Linked DNA regions of Mus musculus: all the other regions are linked to region 2. Evidence: chromatin contacts called from public HiChIP or PLAC-seq and promoter capture Hi-C data. All regions are on one chromosome and are shown on one strand. The core of a region is the stretch at or near the end of the contact, and the rest is flanking DNA. Distances in the headings are between cores, read along the strand shown. Region 1 has its middle 20 kb from the start of Gm31522. Region 2 holds the start of Rffl (ring finger and FYVE like domain containing protein). Region 3 holds the start of Rasl10b (RAS-like, family 10, member B).

Region 1 (2,745 bases), core at 65-2,564, 860 kb before region 2:
CAAATATATGTGTATATATACACACACATATACATATCATACCAAATGTGTGTGTGTGTGTGTGTGTGTGTGTGTGTGTGTGTGTGTGTGTGTGTGTGTATGAAAACAAGGAAAACAAAAGCACAGAAACAGGTAGATACTTTTTTTTTTAACGTAATCTCACAAGCAGTCCTTAAGCAGCTGGTGCCTGGCAGGCATCTGTACACTTCCTCTTCCTGGGACTCTCACCCATCACTCTAGACTGAGCACCATAAACCCAATGTACAGATGCAAATCTGTGAGGTCAGGAGATCAGGCACACAATTACACAGTTAATAAGCTCCAAGGGCAGGGGCCAAGTGTGCGGGATTTATCTGACTGCAGAGTACAACTTCTTTCTCTGCTCTCTCACTTTGCTCGTGGAGTCTATGAAGAGGTGAGTCCCAAGACTTGAAGCCTATAGGAACAACCTAGAAGAGTATATTAAAAATACATTCTATCCTTACTTTGTAACTCAAATTTCAGCAGGTCCAAATACTACCCAAACAATGACAACCTCAACGGACAGGCTTCCACAGAAGAAGGAAATCCCATGAGGCCCCACTCCTAGACAAGAACTACTCACAGTTAACACCTGCTATGATCTCCTACTGAATAACTGGATAACCAGTTAGGCATGAACATCAAGTGGTGAGCCCTGAAATACAGGCAAACAACACTAAACAGACTCAGCAGATCATATTTATATATTTATGCATTTATAAATACATATAAACAATAAAACAGAGGCCATTAATTTGAGTAAGGGCGGGCATATAAGAGGTGTTGGAGGGATGAAAAGGAAGAGGGGAAGTTACATAATTATATTTTAATTAAAAATAAGAAAATTTAAAAAAGAATTAGCAGGTTATGTGAAGGCTGGTCATTGACCTATCACACCTGCCCTGCCACCCTGGATACTGGACACTGAAGTTCAAATGTCAAGCACATTGGTCAGCACACATACTGACAGATGGACAACCTAGGGGCAAAAGCTGCTCTCAGTTACTATGTCTTGGTGCTCCAAAGGCACTGTCCAGTCTGGAGCCTAAATACTACCTCCCACTAGCCTCTGCTCTTACTTTCAGATCTGGCTGGAGAAAACGGGAAACCCCAGCACGAGTGTTGCGACAGCAGATTGCACAATGTCCTGAATCCCTAAGTCCCCCTCCAGTCCCCCCAGAGGAAAGAAGACATTCCTGGGCTGCCTTCCCAGCTTCGTCACACAGCACGAGTGTGTCCACTGGGGGTACTAATCAACGGCAGCACCAAGACCAGAAGACACTGCTTCCTCCCCAGCCCCATTACACTAAGGCTGAATCAAACACTGCCGTTTAAGAGCCGGCATTGCTGATCTCATAGCTCTCTCATGTTCGTTCACGGTCATGCAAGCCTCTTCCTTAAAGGCTTCCCTCTTGGTCACAAGAGAAAAAGAGAAAACTGCCTCTTCCTTCCTTTGCAGTTATGAGTAATGATCCGGTCTCTCTTGTGGTTAATACACAGCGACTGGCTTTCTGCACAAATGGCCTGAAGTTTAATGAGAAGTCCTTAGACTCTGGCTGCATGATGTTTGCTCAGCATGGTGTGAAGGATTCAGAGACTGAGTTAGCCTGTCCCTGCAGCTTTGAATACATTTACTTGAAGCTTAAAAATGCTAACTCGTTATCAGTAAAACGAGAAGAGTGGTCCTAACTGATTCCTGCTGGTTGAGACTTGAATGCATACAGAAGGTGCAGCAAAGCTGCTGGCTGGAGTAGAACATTGTCATCGTTCCCTCTGCATCTCAGTACACAGCATGGACCCTGGAGAACTGACATCTCTATCATTGGGAGACTGAAGAAGAACACAGGACCTCAAGTCCACCCAGACAAAGGGAGCCTGAATTTACAGTCATCACATGCTCCCCCAGGGACTGGAACACATACACACCCGAGAGCACACACAGAGAGAGGGGGGAGGGAGAGAGAGAGAGGAGAGGGAGAGAGGAGAGAGAGAGGGAGAGAGAAGAGGAAGAGAGAGGAGAAAGAGGAGGAAAAGGAGGAGGATGGGGAGGGGGAGAGGATTCATAGGAGAAATAGGGGAAATGGCTATCCCTCTATCTAGCAGGCTGGGGAAGCTGGGTAGTAGCATAGCAACATGCTAATGCTAACATTCCTAATGCATTCTGCCATATTCTTTTGATGCTGCTTGGCATCACAGCCAAACAGACCAAATCCATCCTCCATATTCCCAAGTGAGTGATCTTCCTCCATCAGACCTCTGATCGTTTCGCGCTGGTGTGTGCTGACAGATCTCTGTTCCCCAAAGTGCTAACGTTTTTACAGCACAGTCTGCAAGGTTATTGACACCTGGCCATAGCCCATCGTTCCAGCATCACCCTGCCTCCACGTTCCCCACAGCCTTGGCTGTAGCCAAACTAGGCAAGGCCTGTCCTTCCCAATGGCAGCTTTCCTCCCCAGGCCTCAGTTCCCAAGCACAGGAAAGGTTCACTGGATGTCCTTCTCCCTCACCCTTACCTCCTTCTCCAGGCTTCCTCAAGTCTTGTTTTCAGGAATATTCTCCTACCTCCAGACCCCATTCAGCCTTCAAGGCTGGGCTCCGAGGTCACTGGCAGAAATGTACAGAACAAGGGGGGAAGGCTCACGAGGAATTAACATCCCAGAGTCCAGGGTTTGTCCTTTTCCTGCCCCAACAGACACCGTGTGATTGTGTGCAAGTTAAGCATTT
Region 2 (2,700 bases), core at 39-2,538:
CCACAAAGGAAATATACGGCCAGTTTTGGTCTTAGAACTCTACAAACTGCCCAGGACATAGTCCCCTTCCATTCCTAGAAAAATGCCACAGTATTCGAACAGCCTTGCCCACATTTCAGTATACTGAACTGTCAAGGCAAGAACCACCATGCAGCTCTCAAAAGTGGCGACAGGAAGTCTCTCGGTTCTCCAAGCCACCAGCCAAAACATACATAAGGAGGTTACTATTTTCTTGGAAGGCCACACGCATCCTGGGGTGTTTGTTCATGCGTCACTCTAGCCTTTAACCAGGGCACAGAGTGTGAGTTGTGGGTAAAACCCCATTTCCGAGCTAAGAATAATCTTCCCCGTGGTGGACTGAGAGGAATGTGGAAATCTTCCTCGATTACACAACAGCACCCCCCCACCCCCATGACAGCTTTAAAAAAAAAAAGAAAAAAGGAAGAAGTACGCTGCTGTTGTTTTTTTCTACCGGTCTTAAATCGGAGCTCAAACAGACGCCAGGAAAGGCTGTGGACTCCCCTGATCTACCCAGACTTCCCCATGCCCGGTCAAATGTCTCCTGGGCAGCCAGCTGGAGAGGGGCCCTACTTCCCTCTGAGTCTCGGCCAGGACCACACAGTGGCGACCTAACACACGTCGGGGACAGAGGTCGACTCCCAAGAGGCAGACAGCAGACTCTGGCAGGGAGGAGGGAGGAGGGGAGAGCAGCATCCCAAACTTCCCATCTAACCTCCAAACTCCGAATCTCCAGGGTCCTCCTGGTAGAGAGCCAGTGCCGCCAAAGCTCTGCCTCTGTAGACGGTTTTCTGTCCTACAGAAATGCATCCTTCCCCAGGACCTACCGGGTTCTTACGACACTTGGGTACAAGTTGAGGACACACGTCCCGGGTTACGGCGCACACAGACGAAATGCTTTGCGGCACTTTCATGGGACAGGTGTGGGGTGACCTGGCGGTGGGGAGTTCCTGGAAAGGGCTGCCCCACTCCCGGAGCGCAGCTGGATCCTCACACCCCCCGGAGCACAGCCTGAAGCACCGGATCCTCCAGCCCAACCCGCCACAGCCACAGCCACCGCCTCCTCACCTGCCGCGGACGCTGCCGGGCCACACCTGGGACGGCAGAGGCCAGATCCCGACCGCGGCCACTCAGGCAGCGGGGCTGCGGGGTCTGCGGCCGCCGCAACTCCACGCCTGAGGGGCGCCCGGGTGCCCGAACCACATCCTCACGGGCGGCCCCAGGAAGTCCACCCCCACTAACCCAGTCCCCCGCGGCTCGGCGTGGGCCCCGCCCGTCCAGCGTGCGGCCCCGCCCTCCCGGCTTGCGGCCCCGCCCTCCACCCCACCCCCGCGGGAGCGCACGCCCCCGCCACCATAGAGAGGAATCGGGCGCGCGGCGGTCTAGAGTGCAAGCCTCCGCGAGCGCCCTCTGTCGGAGCCCGGCTAGGTGTGGAGTCCCCAGTCTAGGCCGAGCCAACCAATCCCTTATGTGGTGATCTTGAGCAAGTCCCTTAAGATCACTAACTAGCTTTATAGTAAAGTTTGAATATTGAACCCTTGATTTCATGTTTCATCGTACCCGACAGATTTCCAGAACCCCAGACTCATCTAATTTATTAAGTTTCTTGGCGATATTAAAAGCCAATTCAGTGGGGCATCATAACCTGTCTTTTCCTCCTTGGATAAGCTACTTTCATGTTAGGAAGGTGGGGACACAGCTGAGAAAGGTTGCAGTACAATAAAAACGACTGCTAAGAAACCACCCAGCCATCGTTCATCACCCGTGCACCTTTTGGCAGGCACTTAACCTTTCCAATATCTTCCCCATCCCAGAAAGGCCGGTTGGGCCCGCACATTAAATGAGATAATGCACAAAGGCCTTAGTAAAGCATAAAACACCAGGGTAGCATAGGGGATCATTAGCCAGTGATCTAAGAAGATGCCTAGTCACGGAAGTCATATAAATGCTAATTCTTCTGGCTGGTGTCTAGTGACATCATTTTCTTATGCTTCAGGTTCCCATCAAAGACCTCTCAGAGTTTTCCTGAGCAATTTGTATTTTGATTTATTCAATATTTTGGTGCTTGGGATTTTTGTACATACTAGACAAGTGCTCTACCACAGTGCTACCCCTTGTATTTTAAAATAAAGACTATCAGAAGGGAACCAGAGCTAAAATATGTGCATCCGTACCAGACTCACTTTATAAGCCCTTTGCTATTTCCAGTTCTCAGAACACCCCAGCACGCTCTGTACTGTTATATGCTTGTTATCAACAAGGATCTACATTTTAAGTAATTTTCGAGCTTCCACACAGAGAAAAGCAGAACTCAGATGCAAAACTCTTTCTTTCTCCAACCTGGAGTGTACAGGGAGCCCCGCCTTCTAAGGACCCCTGGCACCTGAGTTGGATGTTCGCCCCTTGCCCCTTTCTCCTGCCTGCTTATTTCTGCAGCTTCGCTTTGCTGCAGTTCCCTATGAGCTCCGCTTCTCTCCGGACTTTTTCCTCCACAAAGGTGTATATCATTTTCTCCCTTCCCTTTCTGGTTTCCGTTCCTTTGACGCACCAACATTGTCCATCCTCTGATATTTCTGAAATGGGTCTGAGCGCCGTGCTGGAGACACAGGTTCTTCACCACACTGTCCATCTCTGGATATGAATGATAGCCACAGACATGTAATAGGTCCAAAACAGAAGTGA
Region 3 (2,700 bases), core at 99-2,598, 540 kb after region 2:
CTTCGGGCATGTCAGTGTGTTTCCAGGGACGTTTAACTGAAGGGGGTTTTCCACCTGCATCTCGGGCAGCACCATCCCACGGACTGACTAAAAAGGCAAAAGGGGAAATTGAAATTTGAGCTTAACGCTAACGTGCATCTCTGCTTCCAGGCTGCATGCACAGTGCCAGGGACCTCACATTCCCACCACTTTGCCTTCTGGCTACAATAGATGTGTCTATTGTCATCACAATAGCCAAAACTAAGTCGCTTTTGTCAGGTACTTGCCACACCAACAAGAAAAGTAAAACGGGGGTCTTTGAGACCCTTTTAGGGGAACAAGAAGCAGTCAGGGTCATAACCTCTGTCAGCCTCTTCTGACCCCATTCTTCCAGCCTGAAGCATTCTGTCAGGTCTCTGGACTCTCAGTTGCTCCTAGCCTCAGCTGACCTCTCTGAAGTGGCCCACCTGATTTGCCCTCTAAGACCCCTTTTGACTTCACAAAGGAATTTGTCTGTGGCCTCTCCACTGGACTATGTGAGCCCTCTGCTGAGCTTTTCCGAAGCAAAGCTGCCCTGCTAGTGACACAGCCTTAGCATTCCATTTTGCATTTAAGTAAAAGTAGTTACTCATCCTTTCTCAGCCTCAGTGATCTCATCTGTAAAATGGGGGAAACAACCTCCTTCGTGGAATGTTCTGGGAATTTAACTTGAGGATTTAGGCAAAGCTCTTACCACATTGGAATGTTACCTACTGATAAAAATATGTTGGTGAGGACTATTTTAGATTAAATACAAGAGGAACTGCACCCTCAAGCCCTGCAAATGCTGGGATCTCAAAGGAGAGGGATCCGCAGCCTTAGAGGAGTGGAGGTCATGCTTTGGCAGGGGACCAGCTTTGCTTGGCACTAGCCTGGCCTGCTGTTCCCTGCCGCAGTGAAGGGTGAGAGTGACCACCCTCTACTCCGTCCTTCAGGGGTGGAAGAGCAAGAATCTGGATGCCAGCAACCAGGGCAGGACACACGCTGGGCATCTGCCAGTCACTGACTGACTGTATCGGTAAGGGTCAAAAGGACAGCGTGGGGAGGAGGGGACGAGCCCTGCCGAGGGCAGGGTGCGAGGCTGTGTGGGAAGGGAGTCGCAATGAAGGCAGAGGCTCCGGGGCCTTTCTCGTCCCCGCCCCCAACTCGTCCAGGCTCGAGCTAATTTCTCCCAGGGGAGAGTCGCGGGGGTCGGGGGCGTAGGGGAGGATTGAAGGTTGAGGTTAGGGATTGGGGAGCTGGTCCCGCGGCGCCCCAGTGAATCCGTCGGGCTCGGGGACCCAGCGGAACCCCCCGCGCCCGCCTCCCCCTCCGCCGGCGCGAGTGGGGCGGCGCGCTCCGCAGGGCGAGCAGCTGAGCGACCCTCGGTGCTGCGGCCCCCCGCGCCCCAGCCCGCCGCGCCCGGGCCGCGGGCGGCGCCCCTCATCCTCCCCCCGGGCGGGGGAGCCCAAGGCAGCGCCGGAGCCCGGGGGGAGCGCGGCCGCGCCGGCCAGGGCAGGGGGCAGGCAGCCGGGACGGCCCCGGGTAAGCGGGAGGAGGAGGAGGAGCGGGGCGACCGCGGGGTGAGGGGCAGCCCGGGGAGGGGGCAGCGGGCAAGCCGGAGTGGAGCTGGAGCCGGCAGCCAGCGGGGCTCCTGCAGCCCCCACACCTGCCACCGATCGGGTCACTGGGAGCCCGGCATCCGCCGGCGCCCCCACCCCCACGCGGACGTGGTAGGGACTCACCACCCGAGGACGTACGGCCCGGCCTTTAGGATCCTCAGAACCCCCGACCTTCCCAGTGTGAGGTAGAGACCCAAGATGTCCAGGCCGGGGAAGGGACTAAAAAGAGACTGTGGCCCGAGTGTGTGACCCCTGCCTCTTGCCGGGAGCTGTCTGCAGACTCACTGCAGAATGCAGGCCCTGGGGAAGCTCAGGGGGCCTGGGCCCTGCTTCCTGGGACAGACCTTTCACCCCCACATAACTAGGCATGTGGGCTTAGTAAACTGCTTAGACCCAGGACTTGTGCCTGGGAAGAACTGAAGGGGCATCTGTTCCCTCTGAGTTGGGGACAGGGCCACACTTAGGCCTGGTAGCTCCAGAGGCTTGCCAGTGCATAGGGGGCTGTTCTTGTACCCACTTCTTGACTCCCAGACTGTACCTGGTTTTCGTGTCTGCTACTACTCAAAAAGAGTTGGTTTGGGGGCTTGAGAATCTGCAGATAGGATACATCCTGAAACCTCTGCCACACCCAGAGTGAGTCCGTGTTCTTCTTTCTTGCTCTTTGCCCTCTCGAAGGCCCAGGACTCCCCCATCCCCACCTGCTCGTGCTGTTATGTAATTAACCCAGCTGAGCCTCTTTGCTAAGCTGGCAGCATCCAGGGATGCCCCAGAGGCCTAGGGACCTGAAGGGTTGTGCGTGGTGGTAGCGTTAGTTTTGTCTCCGTAGGAAGCAGGCTCAGAGGAGCACCTGTTGGGGAAGGGACATGCATGAGGCAGGCACAAGAGAGATTAGAGTCCTAGTCTTAGCTAAGGTGGCTTCCTTCCCTAAGTCTCTGGGTCTTGATTTATTGGTGATGGATTTTTGTTCTTCAATAAAATGAAAGGCATCATATACATGCATATGGACATATGGATGCCCAGGTACACACACTGCAAGTTTATGAGCCCATGCAACTGTAGATAGTGACCCATTCCTAGATTG

What was found. Promoter capture Hi-C pulls out the DNA fragments that hold promoters and counts their contacts. HiChIP or PLAC-seq counts read pairs in DNA pulled down with a chosen protein or histone mark.
Region 1: a contact with region 2 is called in an H3K4me3 HiChIP or PLAC-seq map of bone marrow-derived macrophages, with 6 times the contacts expected there. The contact joins the enhancer-like site here to the promoter of Rffl in region 2. A contact is called at or near these places in 2 of 39 promoter capture datasets (cranial neural crest and second pharyngeal arch cranial neural crest), 7 of 484 Hi-C or Micro-C datasets (LSK cells, cardiomyocytes, cerebellum and 3 more), 7 of 115 datasets of contacts at active chromatin or transcription factors (bone marrow-derived macrophages, embryonic basal ganglia, embryonic forebrain and 4 more) and 1 of 9 other capture datasets (embryonic stem cells).
Region 3: a contact with region 2 is called in a promoter capture Hi-C map of embryonic stem cells, with 5 read pairs. The contact joins the promoter of Rasl10b here to the promoter of Rffl in region 2.

What each region holds. Positions count from the first base shown.
Region 1 is chr11:82,005,792-82,008,536 of GRCm38.p6, forward strand. No RefSeq gene overlaps it. Among named protein-coding and RNA genes, the nearest start is that of Gm31522, 20 kb to the left of the region's middle. Within about 2 kb of position 1,315, at least 101 of the 459 cell types and tissues checked have an H3K27ac peak or open chromatin away from gene starts, as enhancers often do. A contact at or near this core is called in LSK cells and bone marrow-derived macrophages, where this site is marked.
Region 2 is chr11:82,869,922-82,872,621 of GRCm38.p6, forward strand. It overlaps Rffl (ring finger and FYVE like domain containing protein), which reads right to left and starts at 1,289. Exons shown (of 7, transcript NM_001007465.3): 1 at 1,087-1,289. It also overlaps a transcript of Rad51d not described here.
Region 3 is chr11:83,408,340-83,411,039 of GRCm38.p6, forward strand. Rasl10b (RAS-like, family 10, member B) reads left to right here and starts at 1,349. Exons shown (of 4, transcript NM_001361568.1): 1 at 1,349-1,542.